Linked DNA regions of Mus musculus: region 1 is linked to region 2. A link is a contact called in public promoter capture Hi-C data. All regions are on one chromosome and are shown on one strand. The core of a region is the stretch at or near the end of the contact, and the rest is flanking DNA. Distances in the headings are between cores, read along the strand shown. Region 1 holds the start of Klhl9 (kelch-like 9). Region 2 holds the start of Hacd4 (3-hydroxyacyl-CoA dehydratase 4).

Region 1 (2,700 bases), core at 153-2,652, 280 kb before region 2:
AGTTTGCTCTGGCACCTTCTCAGGAAGTGATCTTGTTCTTTCTTTCCCTACAGGTAGAAATTAATCTCTCGGAAGTGCCTCTTCACAGCCAGGTGACATGTCAGAGCCACTCAGGAAAGGCTTACCCCAACTCCTGAACCAAGCAGCCTCCCAGAACTTAGCTCCTGGGAAGAACTTCTCAAGACCATTCTCATTTCAACAAAGCTCTGGTATAACAGGGCACCTGGGGGGGGGGGGGGGAAGGAACGACGACCACAGGTTGTTCTACTAGTTTGGGGAAAAGAATGTTGTTCTACTAGTTTCCCGGGATTGCTGCAATTGGCCGGAAACCACCGGGAGAAGAAGGAAGGAGAAATAAAGGAAGATTAATCACCTATAGTTAAGTAAATTACATACATTTTTTTGGGGTCATCAACAGGTTGTAAGTAAGCTCTCTATATACCAATTTTGGAAAATCTTGAACTGGAAAAAAAAAATCCAGTAGGATACATGCCATTTAGAAAAGAGCCAGGAAGTGGAGCATAAGAATGTAAGTATATTCTTAGTCTGCATACAAGTAAACGCTAGAAGGATTTGGAACTTCGAGAACAGAGAACTACGGCAAATTATATACTTATTCTCAAATCAAAGTTAAAATTTGCCAGTAGCTAGAGAACTGCATGTTAATAAAAAATACTTATAAAAGCAAAGTTCAACACAAGGGAAACGCAAAGGGTAACTATTTTGGAAACATTGACTTGAATATTCTACCAAATATTATCATTATCCAAATCAGGATAACGTTTTGTGTTCAAATCATCTGCGCTTATTACAGAGTCCATAAGATAATGGAGGACATTTGTACACTGATGAAAACAGTGGACAAAGTAAACTATAACATGCTCAACTACTGGAAAACTGTAGCCAGTTAAAAATAGTGTTTGGAAAACAAAACCCTGAAAACCGTATTTATGAAGGCATTATCTCTCCTGCCAAATATTAAAAAAATGTATCATTAGGACCAAAATTTAGTGGCAAGTTAAATCTCATGTGTCTTAAATGTTAAACAAACAAACAAAAAACCTTTTACAATCAACATTTTTAATTGAGTGTGACGCAAACTGTAAAACTGTTCTTGAAGAAAATAAATAAATAAAACGATACAATGATTTCTTCTGCCAGGCTTCTTGTGTTTGAACAAAGGTTGCCTTTCGTTGCTGCTCTGGCAAAGACCTTAAGCGTAAATCTTGAAAAGAACGCGCTCTTGAAAAGCAAGCTTAAGCACACGCACGCGCATTCCTACAAGCTTACATAATGGACCCTGCACCGGCCTCGCTGGCCGGCCGGAACCCCGCCCCCAGTCCCGCCCGCGCCCTGCCCCCATCCACCGCCCCCTTGCCAGCTCAGCCGCGCAAGCGCACTAGCTGTGCAGCCGCTCCTAGCCCGGGGGATCCTGGGATTCTGCCTTTCCGGAAGGTCGGGCTGGCTCTCGGTGCTAGGCCGCCGTTCTAGGCCCAAGTCGGGATTCCAGGCCCTGCTCCAAGCCAAGTCCGTAGCCGCGACGACACAGCGGGGATCGCAGAGGACGCGGCCGCAGCTCGTTGGGGTGGCTGAGCCTTGGAGGGCGGCAGCCGGGGTGCGCAGGCCGTGACGGCCCCTCCCCCGCCCTGAGCGCAGCGGCGAAGGACGACAGCCCGGGACCGGAGGAGGTGAAGCGGTCACGTAACTGCCCCGGGTGATGACTCACCCGCTCTCCTGGCAGATTTGAGGTGCGTGCTGCTGTTGCTGCAGGGCGGACGTCGGTGTGCCCAGAGCGGTGCTGCGGCGACCGCTTGCTTGCCCTTGGTTCGGCGGCCCCGGGGTTTCCCGAGAGCGTTCTCTTTGTAACGTCTGCGGCCTGCAGCTCGCAGCGAGCTCCGGCTTCTCCCATGAAGGTGTCTCTGGGTAACGGCGACATGGGCGTCTCTGCCCACCTGCAGCCTTGCAAGTCTGGAACTACGCGGTTTTTTACCAGCAACACGCACAGTTCGGTTGTATTGCAAGGCTTTGATCAGCTCAGAATAGAGGGCCTACTTTGTGACGTGACGCTGGTACCTGGCGATGGAGAGGAAATCTTCCCGGTTCATAGAGCCATGATGGCGTCTGCCAGTGATTATTTCAAGGCCATGTTCACTGGAGGAATGAAAGAGAAAGATTTGATGTGCATCAAGCTTCATGGGGTGAACAAAGTTGGTCTGAAGAAAATCATTGATTTTATTTATACTGCAAAACTGTCTCTTAATATGGACAATCTTCAGGACACTCTTGAAGCTGCCAGCTTTCTACAGATCTTGCCGGTTTTGGATTTTTGTAAAGTATTTCTTATATCAGGCGTCTCTTTGGATAACTGTGTGGAGGTTGGCCGGATTGCTAACACCTACAATCTTATAGAAGTGGATAAATACGTAAATAATTTCATCCTGAAGAACTTTCCTGCCTTGTTGAATACTGGGGAGTTTCTGAAACTCCCCTTTGAACGGCTTGCCTTTGTGCTTTCCAGCAATAGTCTCAAGCACTGTTCGGAACTTGAGCTCTTCAAGGCAGCCTGCCGCTGGCTGAGGCTGGAAGACCCTCGGATGGACTATGCCGCAAAATTAATGAAGAATATTCGCTTTCCACTGATGACACCACAGGATCTCATCAACTATGTGCAGACAGTAGATTTCATGAGAACAGACAATA
Region 2 (2,700 bases), core at 168-2,667:
TTGATGGCAGATGACAAAGGTTTGAGGGGGGTGTTTAAAAGAGGGGTTCTAAACTCTGGGGTTAGAGATCTGAAAATGCACCCCCTTCCCTCCACCCCTCCAGATAGGGTCTCCCTCTGTACTCAGGGTGCCTGGAACTCACTGTGTAGCCCAGGCTGATGCTGAAGGCGGAATCAGCTCCCCACCTCGGCTTCTAGAGTGCTGGGGTTACGGGTGTGAACGACCACGTGACATGAATTTGTTCCTACACTGCCATGAAGGCCAGTGTACAGGAGACAATGGAGACAGTTGAGAGGACAGTGCAGCCTCTGCCAAGGGGCTTGAGAAGGAACGGAGGCTACAGAGGAGCTGGCCCCTGGTGGGGGGCGGGGAGACACGGAACAGTGGGACATCTAAGAGGCAGACTCTGTGACAGCTATGAGGAAGGAAACCATGACCCAAGAAGAAAAATTGCTGACTGTAACTTCTAACCCTGCTGTTTATCAGCTGTGTGACCTGTGGTGAGTGACAATATTTCTTAAGGCCTCAACTTCCTTTTTGGTAAGATGGAAGCACTACCTTCCAACTCCAGCAACTATATGTAACTGTTCCACTTGTGGGTTTTGGGGGAGTTTTTTTCTTTTCTTTTTTTTTTCTTTATTTTTTCCCATTTCTTCTTTTTCTTTTTTGGTGGTGGCGGTGGTTTTTTTTTTTTTTTTTTTTTTTTTGGGAAAATACTTTGGGGAGCTGTTTTGTTCTCTTCACCTGGTAGAACAGAATAATTGGAATCTGATCTTCACGAACCCAGGAGGTGGGTCACTCTGTCTAGGAGATGGGATGCCATTGTCCCAAGAAACCAGGAAAAGATGTGTGGGAGTGTTGGCCATGGGCAGCGACATTAACTTAAGCGAATAACATTAACTTAATGACATTAAACATTAAATAAATGACATTAACTTAAATGAACAAAAGCATTTATGCACACCACTGCCACCCAGGTCTCTAAGTGTCAGGGATGGATTTCTGGAGGGCTCTGGCTCATGTTTGAACAGATATTGGGCCATTTGCCCTTAGCTTTCCTTCCTGAACCGTTCTCCTACCTTAGGGCTTCTAAGAAAGGCCCTGGCCACCCTGAGGATCATGCAACCTTAGAGCTAGTTATATCCAGTTAAGAGTATAGGCAGGTGAACTTAGGGGTCTCCAGCCACAGATCAGTAGCCTGGGATCAGTTTGGAAAGCCTCGGGCGGATGTGCTTGTTCATCCCGCATACTTTCTATGCCTGGCCAGCTCTCCTAGGGCAGCATGGCAGGAATTTGACTTTCATCTCCTGCCCATCTCCTGACCTCTGCTTTTTTTCAAAACTTGCTGAGTGTGTTGAGGCCCCGCCCTTCCCGAGCCCAGCCTGAGGCGTCCCGCCCCTACCGCTTTCCCAGCCCACTCCTGCTGCTTCCCGGAGGTGCCAGAGGAGCAGACTGTGGCCCATGGGGCCCTCGGTGCTGCCAGCCTGGCTGCAGCCCAGGTAGGATTAGGGGGCTGCGGGGAGGGAGGGGCCAGGGAACTGGGCAGAAGCCCACCCATCGGCTTTCACTCCCGCGAAGCTCCTGACTGTTTAACACTGCTCCTTCTGCCTGGTAGTGGATTGCATTTTCTCCTCCATAGCTCAGGACAGAGGCTTTGCTGTTTCCTTCGGTTTTTTAGTTTTGGAGATGAGGAAATGGAAGGGTGGGCTGCAAGGCCACCTCTTCTCTTTGTGCGCTCCCACAAGTTCTTCTCTTCCTTGTCCTTGCTGCGCCCTAGATTTTGGCACAGGGTGATTTTGACAGCATCCTGTAGCAGCAGCATCTGTCACAGGCCAGATTCCAGGGAAACTAGGGCCTGGGGGGAGTGCTTACCTGAAGCCTGGTGATGCTGATTGGCTTGCAGTTTTCCCCTTTTAACCCCTATAGCAGTTTTGGTCATCTGTTGACTGCTCCATAGAGTTTGCTTATATATCTTGTTTCTCAGAAGTTTCCAACTAAGAGAAGTCATTGTTAACACTAACAAGGCCACTCTACACATCCTTGTGCACACCGGGAAGCCCTTCACCTCCTTTTCCAGCTCCTCAAACCAAGAATCACCAATCTTCTTTTTTAAATTCAGTTTACACCCTGGCTGTCCTCTCCCCAGGAACCCACACACACACACAGCTTTACACTCAGCTTGACTTCCTTTTTTTTTTTTTGGCTGAGCAACTAAACTGCTTTCTATGTGCATTTGATGGAGAGAACTAGCTTCCCTTGTAAAATACAACAGGAGGCAGGGCCAGGAAGAACGAGAGTGCAACCCCAATCACAAAAGTCAGGTGTGTTCAATGACTGAGTCATAATCCAATTGTGACCACTCCCCTTTGATAACTGTAAGCCAGCTCTTTCAAGTTAATTTGGCAAGCTGAGCTACTGGAGTTCAAGCTGCCCAAATCAGTCCCTTTGCGTCAGTGTTTCTTCCCTGTCCCCTTCAACTTTCAAAGCTTTTCTCATAGTGGCTGAAAGTGTTAGAGAAACAAGGTTAGAATGTTATCAAAGATGAGAATGAAGTGTGGAAAAGAACTACCTTTGGTTTTAAGCAATCTCAGTCAACATACTCTTGTTAGATAAATTCATCCCATCGGACTCTCATGGGTTTGGAGGGACAACCCAGTGAAAGACCCCAATATAGAACTCTGACCTGGAACAGTTTTCTTT

The links. Capture Hi-C pulls out chosen DNA fragments and counts their contacts.
Region 1: a contact with region 2 is called in a promoter capture Hi-C map of liver. The contact joins the promoter of Klhl9 here to the promoter of Hacd4 in region 2. A contact is called at or near these places in 1 of 39 promoter capture datasets (neural stem cells), 1 of 115 datasets of contacts at active chromatin or transcription factors (microglia) and 1 of 9 other capture datasets (liver).

The regions. Positions count from the first base shown.
Region 1 is chr4:88,721,210-88,723,909 of GRCm38.p6, reverse strand. Klhl9 (kelch-like 9) reads left to right here and starts at 1,402. Exons shown (of 1, transcript NM_172871.2): 1 at 1,402-2,700. The coding sequence starts at 1,908.
Region 2 is chr4:88,437,632-88,440,331 of GRCm38.p6, reverse strand. It overlaps Hacd4 (3-hydroxyacyl-CoA dehydratase 4), which reads left to right and starts at 1,417. Exons shown (of 7, transcript NM_025760.5): 1 at 1,417-1,499. The coding sequence starts at 1,462.